Linked DNA regions of Mus musculus: regions 1 and 2 are each linked to region 3. Evidence: chromatin contacts called from public ChIA-PET and promoter capture Hi-C data. All regions are on one chromosome and are shown on one strand. The core of a region is the stretch at or near the end of the contact, and the rest is flanking DNA. Distances in the headings are between cores, read along the strand shown. Region 1 overlaps Zhx3 (zinc fingers and homeoboxes 3). Region 2 holds the start of Lpin3 (lipin 3). Region 3 holds the start of Top1 (topoisomerase (DNA) I).

Region 1 (2,700 bases), core at 112-2,611, 130 kb after region 3:
TTCTCCTTTGCTTGCCAATCTGAGTTAAATTCCCTAACCCTGTCTTCATACAGATGGTATCTCTGTGACTCCCATGACGTCTTAATCCATGCTAAGAAATGGTTAGAAACACAGGAGTCCCTTTAAGTTCTCTCTTTAAGACTATGTTCTCTCCCCTGCATGGATTTAAAACAAAAACATCACCATAAATAAAAAAACAGAGGCACCAAAACCAAAAGTCCAATTCTGAGCTTTTACTTCTATGGCTTTTATTGCCAGTTGTCCCTGGCATTCACTCCTCTGCAGTTGGTCTGAATGCTCTAGAGGTAGCTGTACCTGCCACCTGTACCTACTCTGTGACTGTACCCTCCCTCAGGTTCAGAGAAAAGCCATGCTTAGATCCCATGAGCTCCTTACCGAGTTGACGTCCAGACTGGGGACTTGAAGTGTCAAAAGGCTCTGAGCTGGCCTCAGGAGCACTTGGCTCCCATGATTCGCTGTTCTCAGACAGCTCCGAATAGGCATCACCCAGCACCTTGTGAACTGCCACAGGCTCTCCATTTCTAGGGCCCTGATCCTCACTGCTTATATCTGCCACAGCCCGGGTCTCTTCACCCATCTTCTCAGCAAACCACTGCTTGACCTGCTGGGCACTCATCTGGGTCTTATCACAGAGGGTCTGCAGATCTTCCTCACACAACATCTTGTGTGTCATGTAATAATCTTGCAGCAGCTCTCGGTTGCCAGGGGCTATGACCAGCAAACCTGGTGGGAAGTTTCCCCTCTTATAGTCTTCGTACCACTTGAGCTGGCCATTCTTAAGGGCATACCTGCTATCTCCAAACCAGCGTACCACCTCTGGCCGGGGCAGCCCTGTTTGGGCCATAATGGAGTCATAGTCCTGGTTGCTTGGCCACTGTGTTTGGACAAAGAGCTGCCGAAGCAAATGACGCTGCTGTGCGGTCTTTTTGTAGCTTACTTTGCTTGGTGGCTGTTCTACCAACTTGTTCAAACCATCTTCCTCAGGCTCACAGACACCCATCCCTGGAAACTCACTCTTGCCACTGGCTTCAGTGACCCGCAGGTTCTTGAGGTTGATTTTGATGGGGCTGACCTTCCGTTCTGCCAAGGCATGGCTAAGAAACATTTCAGGAGAGCCATTTTCACCAGGGACCCTCAGCTCATTGGCCAACTCTTCATCTCTACCCTCCTGCTCAGCACCCTCCTCCTCCTCCTTAGGCATGTGCCCATCAGCTTTCTTTGTCTCCTCAGTATTCACCTTTTTCCGCCTCTCTGAGAACCAGCCATCAATTTCCCTTCGAGTCATTTTCGTTTCACTTCTTAGGCGGTCCAGCTCCTCCTCGGGGGGAAGTGGGTTTTGTGCAAAGCTGTTCTCTAGGACTCGCAGCTGCTCTGGGGCTCTTTCTTTGTATTTGGTTGGTGTGAAGTCTGGGGTCTGGTGCCAAGATTGTCGTTTGGTGGCAGGGTGGCTTACTAGTGAGGTTGCTGTTGGGATACAGGTCACCTCTGGAACTTTAGATGCCAGGGGAAAGGGCACCTCTGGCACAGAGTCAATGAGAACAGAGCCATGCTCTCCGGGCATCATGGCCCTGGAGCCCTTCAGATTCCGGCAGTGATATCTCCGGTCACTGAACCACTTCCGCACCTCTCTGGTACTGAGGCCTGTCACTTTGGTCAGATGCTCTACTTCACTCTGCCCAGGAAACTGGTTCCGACAGAAGCTTCCTTTCAGAGCCGAGAGCTGTTCATGAGACTTCTTATTTTTGTAGATGTTTGCATCAAGGAAAGCTTGGGAAGTTATGCTGGGGCATGCTGTGAGGAGTGACTGGGCTGCATTGACAACTTTCACAGCTGATGCCGAATTTGAACACACAGTGTTAATGGGTGCCACAGTTGGCTTGGGAACAGATGCAGTTGTCAGAGGGAGAGATGAGCTTGATGCTTGTAACCCATTGGCCATCAGTGGTTGAGTGACCAACAGCCCCCCTGCTGTGCCCTCAGGCTGTCCCACAGCATGACCTGGGAGAGTAGCCTGGATGAGGTGCTGTACATTGCCAGCACTGGCAACAAGCGGGGTGTTTAGAACTGTGATTGTGGGCTGAGGCACAGACTGGATGACTGTATTGAACATCTTTTTCCTGGCATCTTCAATCTCCTCAGGAGACCAGCTGATTCCTTGCTTCAGCCTCTGGGCTGTGAACCAGATTTTAAGCTGTTCTTCTGGATACTTGGTCACCACAGTCAAATAGCAGAGCTCAGCTTTGGTTGGGTAGGGGAATTTGTGGAAGGAGTTCTTCAGAAAGCTGTTGGAGTCCATAGCTGCATTATATGTTGGGATGCTGCTCAAGGGGATCATGACTTTCGGAAGGGTCTTGGATGTAGGCAGGGGTTGGTGGGTGTGGTGTTGGGCATGTACTGGGGGCTGCTGCTGGAGGGAGAGGAACTGTGCTATACCAGCTGGCAAGACAGGCACTGTTCCTATCAGGGGCCCATTGGCAGCAGGAGGGGGTTTTGTGGACTTAGCAGATGCCTGACTGCCTGGAGCTGCCCCATTGATGAAAGTGTGGTCCCCCTCTTTAACCTCTCTCTCCCCTGCCAATGGCTTAGGCAAGGCCTCACTCCCAGGCTGATTAGGAGCGTTCTCTTTAAGCATATGGATTTTTTTGGCTTCAGCTTTGCCTTTCATTATCTTCATGATTG
Region 2 (2,700 bases), core at 38-2,537, 240 kb after region 3:
TGAATCAGGTCACAGCATTAGGAAGTTTGAGAACCACTGATTTGGAGTGTATACAGCGTGTACGATGGCTTCACAGCCTGCCCGAGATACCTTGTAAGTGTGGATTACGGTTATTCAACTCAGAAGCAAGCACCTTTACTGGCTGAACCATTTTTGTTTGTGTGTCTGTCTGTTAGTTTTGTTTTTTCCAGACAGGGTTTTTATGGGTCTCCCTGGCTGTCCCAGAACTACCTCTGAAGGACATCTTACCTTGAAACTCTGGCATCTGCCTGCCCCTGCCTCCCAGTGTTGGTATAAAGGTGTGCGCCACCGTGCTGGGTTGAATGAGCCATCTTTTAGGCAAAGCCTGACCGTGTGTGCTTTTTCGAACAAACGCCTTCAGCGTCTCATGTTTTCCAGCACATCTTGTTTGCAGGGATCATCCATACAGGTAGTCGGAGAGGTCTCTGAGTCAGGGATTCAAAGTCATTCCTGGCTGGCCCCTTGGGTTTATTGCCTACAAATCTGCTCACTTGTCTTGCTCTTGAGAGTGTTGGGTGGTGAGAAAGTGTGATTGGGTGAGAAGACTGGTCACCATCTGCCCTCTGCTGGCCCGTGGTAGTATTAAGCGCACTGCCCACTCGCTAAAGTGTCTGATAGATGACTGAGCAGGTTTGCAATAGCACTGAGCGTATGAAGGTGGTCCGTTCTTAAAGGCGTTCAAGCTCGGTTGAAGCTGGGTGGTGTAACGGTGGTAGATCTCTTTGCGTGTACCACCGAGTTTTGATGTCAGTATGCAAAAACAAACAAGACTGACATTAACTGAGCAAATAAGACATTCCAACTGTGAGCATATAGGTAGTTAGACCTCGGCTAGAAAGGGGGTGTGGAGGATCAAGAAACGCTGTTCCCGGGATGGGAAATACAAGCGCCAAGCCCTCGACAAAGATATTCGTGTTCTCCGTCAAATCTTACAAGTAGCTTTCCTCTGGTATCCGTGGGAGATTCGCTCAAGGTCACAGAGGCAGGTAGTAAGGAACAGGACGTAGGTAGACGCGGTTCTAAAGTCCGTACGTCTTTCGTGCTCCTGTCGTGACAGCTGGTGTGGCCACGGGTGTGGCTGGGAACGAGTCAGAGCCCCGAAGTCTGTTGCTCCCCATAGGAAAAAGGGCGCCCTGGAGTGGGACCACGGGACGGGGGCGGGGTCTTCTCGAAGTGAAGGGTGGAGCCTGGACTGACCGGGAACAGTGAGAGCCGCACCTGGTTGGTGGAAGGAGTGGAGACCGGATCTCACCGGGTCTCAGAGAAAGCGGAAGTGCCGGGACCTGGACCCTTACCTGTGGAACCTCTGCGTACAGGTAGAGGCGGCGTTTCTGGGTCTCAGTGGTCCTCGGGAGGGAAGTTTCAACGTAGAAACCTAGCCCATAGGAAAACAAAATATGTTTTTCTTCCACTCTGTTCTATCTCATTTTCACGTCAAGGGACAGAGACCACAGGGAGCTAGGGAAAGAGTAGGGGAAGGCTGGCTTCACTTCCTGCCCCTTCCCCTGCGAGCTCCCTGGATAGCCAGGACTAGGAAGCTAGAGAGGAATGCCAGAACCTTTTAGAGAGGCTTCCCAAGACTGGCGGCGTGTCCTTGGTAATAAGAGTCCTCAGTTGCAAAGAGTGTCCCTGGCCCTTGTCTGGCCTGTCTTGCCTGTCAATGAGGGGAACTGAAGCGGCAGTTTCCCAATGCTGGGGAATTGTAACTTAGCGGTAGACCGCTTCCCTGGTATAAGGGCCCCTCCTTATACCCCTACTCTCTTTGGTGGCAGTTGGAAAGTCATCCCCACTCCATAACTCCCCCATCTCAATATCTGGGGTCCCAAGAGTCCAGAGGACCTTGGTTTGGCTTCCCTGTGGTAGAGACAAGCTAGCCCTAGAACTTTGAGGATATATCTAGCCTGGCTTGAACAAGGTACTCCACAAAGCCTGGAGTTCACCTTTCTATTTTGTAAATAGTGAGGTTCCCACTGGTCATGGTGTTGGGTGGCAGCCTACTGTGTCTAAACTGTTAACTGCAAGTAGAGACTGGCCTACTGCACAGCCCACAGCCTGAGTGAGTGTGGAAAAGTCACGATGCTGGTGTCTCTGCTAGATGTCACACACAGGCATAACACCTACTGTACAACAGGGCTGTATCCAAATTATCTCAGCGGGTACTCATCCCTGCCTGATACTATCTCCACTTAAAGAAGCTGGAACGAAGGCTCAGATAAATAGGGACTGGAGAGATGGCTCAGAGTTAAGAGCACTGGTTGCTCTTCTAGAGAACCCGGGTTCAATTCCCAGCAACCACATGGCAGCTCACATCTGTAATTCCAGTTCTGGGGTCTGACACCCTCACATAGACATAGATGCAGGCAAAGCACCAATGCACAGAAAAAAAATTAAAACAAAAATACTTAAAAAGAAAACCTCAGATAAATGAAGCATTTTGCCCTGGGAAGGGGCAAAGTATAGATTAGAACTCAGCCACTGTGGTGTTCTTACCCACAGTGCTTTGCTGCCATCAATAATCTGAGTCTCTAGTACTTAGCCTAAACAGTAGGACAGTCATGGAAGAAAAAAGTCAAAAAGGTTTCCTTAGGGGTGTTTGTGGGGTAGGGGTAGGATTTTACTTAGAGGTACCCGAAGCCCAAGAGAGTGGGAGTCTAGGTGAGATGAGTCTGACTTAAGGCC
Region 3 (2,700 bases), core at 27-2,526:
TTATAAAGGAGAGAGGCACATGGGTACAGCATGCGGAAAGGGGCGTGCAGCACTTCAAGCTTGGTTTTTCGGGACAGTTTCTCTAAGTAGCCCTGGTTGTCCTGGAACTCACTCTGTAGATCAGGCTGGCCTCGAACTCAGAAATCCGCCTGCCTCTGCCTCTCAACTGTTGGGATTAAAGGCGTATGCCACCACTGCCCAGCTGGCTTGAGTTTTGAAATATTCACAAGAATTAACCCTAAGTGTTTATCACTCAATGTTTATGAACATTTTCCGAATTTATTTATATGGGGGATTGAGCCAGACTGGAGATGAATTCAGCCTGGGATGTTCTTGCAAATCCAATTGCTAATGTCATTAATCCCTCAAGACAGTTTGATAGTGGTCGATGGTCCACACCCAGGACTGTGAGGAGTCAGGGCAGACCTTATAGTATGGTGTTCCCTAAATAAAGTTCTCTCAGGGTACAGTCCTGGTTAGAACCAGGATCCATTTACCTGGGGGTCCAATTCCCTTTGATTTGGAATATTAGCCCTCTCACATCAAACTAATTCCTGTCTCACAGTAGGCGCTTAATAAATGTTTATAAAAAGAACAAATGCAGTAGGGTACTTGTGACACAGGGCTACATGACTGTAAACTGGAGCTAAACCTGACTGAAAAATTAAAATAATTTTTAAAAATGGGTGTGAAGTGCTGGGCGGTGGTGGCGCACGCCTTCAATCCCAGCACGTGGGAGGCAGAGGCAGGAGGATTTCTGAGTTCGAGGCCAGCCTGGTCTACTGAGTGAGTTCCAGGACAGTCAGGGCTACACAGAGAAACCCTGTCTCGAACACCCCCCCCTACAAAAAAAAAGAATAAATAATAAATAAATGGATGTGAAGTATTCCAGAAGTCTGGACAAAGGCTGTGAGGAGACTCCAGCTAAATGCCTTACGGCTGCTGGTGAACTAAGATCGGGGCAGCCAAGGTACGTGCGGATCAAACTTGTCTGGCTCTAGAGATGCAGAAGCTGGAGACACGGTCCCTGGCCAGCTTAGCTGGGTCCCGCCGCGGCCTTTAAAGGCCTACCACGTGGCCGCCCGGGTGTCCAAGGTCCAGAGGCGGTGTCCACGCTGCGCCTGCGTGCTGCTAGAGCCGGTGTCCCGCCTCTGAGAACGCCAGTCCCGTAGCAAGGCAGAAAGCAGAGAGTGGGCGGAGTTAAGTCCGTATGCTAATAAAGGGGCGGAACTTGCGAGGCAAAACCGGCTCTGTCTCCCGGACCTCTAAGAGACCCGCCGCAACCCTCAGCCTCTTTCCACGAGCGCTGACGTCGACGACGACGTCCCATTTAAAAGCGGCCGCGCAGGCGCAGTGAGGGGAAATGCGAACTTAGGCTGTTACACAACTGCTGGGGTCTGTTCTCGCTGTCCGCCCGCCCGGCAGTCTGTCAGTCGCGTCGCTACCGCCGCTGCCTCCTCCACTGTCCCGGGAGTCTCGGGCCGGTGGCTGCTGTCGCCGTCTGTTCGTGCTTCTCAGGAGCTTCGTCCGCCCGTTCAGGCCGTCCCTGCCGTCCGCCTCTCTTCCCCCGCGCTGCCTCTGAGCCCGCAGCGTTCGCACGCCGGCCGACATGAGCGGGGACCATCTCCACAACGATTCCCAGGTGCGACCAGCCGGCCCCCGACTCGTCCCCAGCTGCTCGGGCCCGGGCCGGCTCCGGCCCCGGCCAGGGCCCCGGTCCCAGCCCCAGCCGGCCGCGCCGGGTTGACAGGCCCGAGTCTGCGATGAGGGGCGGCCGGTTGGAGTCGCTTGGATGGCCGGGTCCCGGGCGGAGCCGTCAAGTTGGAGTTTGGTGGGGGGATGGCAGCCCCGGGTAGGCCATTCGCGGGCCTCTGGGTTCCGGGGCGCCGGGTGGGCCCGAGCCCCGGCCCCCGGCCGCGCGCTCTCGTCCGCCGCCCCGGGGCTTCATGTGCCGGTTGTTTCATCTTCCCTCCTTTTCTTTCCTCAGATCGAAGCGGATTTCCGATTGAATGGTGAGTGTGCCCCCCGCCCCGCCCCAAGTGTCCCCACACGCCGCTGCCTGCCTCCCCCGCGCCGGGCCGGAGCCGGGCAGAGGACAGACATGGCGTCCCAGAGACTAAGTCCCGGCTCCTCGCTCACCGGCCCCATTGTTCCCATCGGGCCGCCTCTGGACCCCCTTTCCCGGGGTCTCAGCACCCCCAGATCACGGCCTTCTCCAGAGGGGGCACCGGAGACCCCGCGTCGACCGTCGCTGGGTCTCGGGCGGCCTTTCTCCGCCGGGATTCTTCCCGGGAAAGTCGCCTTGTCGACGGTCGGGACTTAGTCTCTGCGCCATTTTCTTTTTCTCTCTCCTCTCCTTTCTGTGCCTGTGTCTTTCTCTCCCTCCCTCAGCTCCTTCCTTGAGCTGTCCAGAAAGAGCTTTCTGCAGAGCAGAGCCATATAAATCACAGACCTCACCAAAGAAGGAAGGCTTAGGGACGGAATTATCTTTTATTTTTTCTTAATAGAACTTTATTTTGGAAGTTACTTGCTTTCTGCTTCATGTTTGCTTGCTTTCTTCTTCTTTTTTAATTTTTGTGATTCCAGAACGAAAGATTCCCTTAGGCAGCTAAGGGTTTTATGGGTTTTTTTTGTTTCTTTTGTTTTTTGTTTTTAGTCCTTTTATTTTTTAAATGGTGAGATGTTTATAATAGCAGTTAC

The links. ChIA-PET counts read pairs in DNA pulled down with a chosen protein or histone mark. Capture Hi-C pulls out chosen DNA fragments and counts their contacts.
Region 1: an RNA polymerase II ChIA-PET map of CD8 T cells shows a contact between it and region 3, with 4 times the contacts expected there. The contact joins the enhancer-like site here to the promoter of Top1 in region 3. A contact is called at or near these places in 1 of 39 promoter capture datasets (pre-B cells), 3 of 115 datasets of contacts at active chromatin or transcription factors (CD8 T cells, effector CD8 T cells and embryonic stem cells) and 1 of 9 other capture datasets (adipose tissue).
Region 2: a contact with region 3 is called in a promoter capture Hi-C map of pancreatic islet. The contact joins the promoter of Lpin3 here to the promoter of Top1 in region 3. A contact is called at or near these places in 20 of 39 promoter capture datasets (the 3T3-L1 cell line, 3T3-L1-derived adipocytes, the C10 cell line and 14 more), 2 of 15 datasets of contacts at CTCF or cohesin (CD8 T cells and the NIH/3T3 cell line), 3 of 484 Hi-C or Micro-C datasets (cerebral cortex, muscle stem cells and nephron progenitors), 23 of 115 datasets of contacts at active chromatin or transcription factors (T-cell acute lymphoblastic leukemia, astrocytes, bone marrow-derived macrophages and 17 more) and 3 of 9 other capture datasets (adipose tissue, liver and pancreatic islet).

The regions. Positions count from the first base shown.
Region 1 is chr2:160,779,005-160,781,704 of GRCm38.p6, forward strand. It overlaps Zhx3 (zinc fingers and homeoboxes 3), which reads right to left. Exons shown (of 4, transcript NM_177263.3): 3 at 397-2,700. Among named protein-coding and RNA genes, the nearest start is that of Plcg1, 49 kb to the left of the region's middle. Within about 2 kb of position 1,362, at least 23 of the 459 cell types and tissues checked have an H3K27ac peak or open chromatin away from gene starts, as enhancers often do. A contact at or near this core is called in CD8 T cells, where this site is marked.
Region 2 is chr2:160,886,881-160,889,580 of GRCm38.p6, forward strand. Lpin3 (lipin 3) reads left to right here and starts at 1,288. Exons shown (of 20, transcript NM_001199118.1): 1 at 1,288-1,337.
Region 3 is chr2:160,644,621-160,647,320 of GRCm38.p6, forward strand. Top1 (topoisomerase (DNA) I) reads left to right here and starts at 1,277. Exons shown (of 21, transcript NM_009408.2): 1 at 1,277-1,642; 2 at 1,988-2,012. The coding sequence starts at 1,610.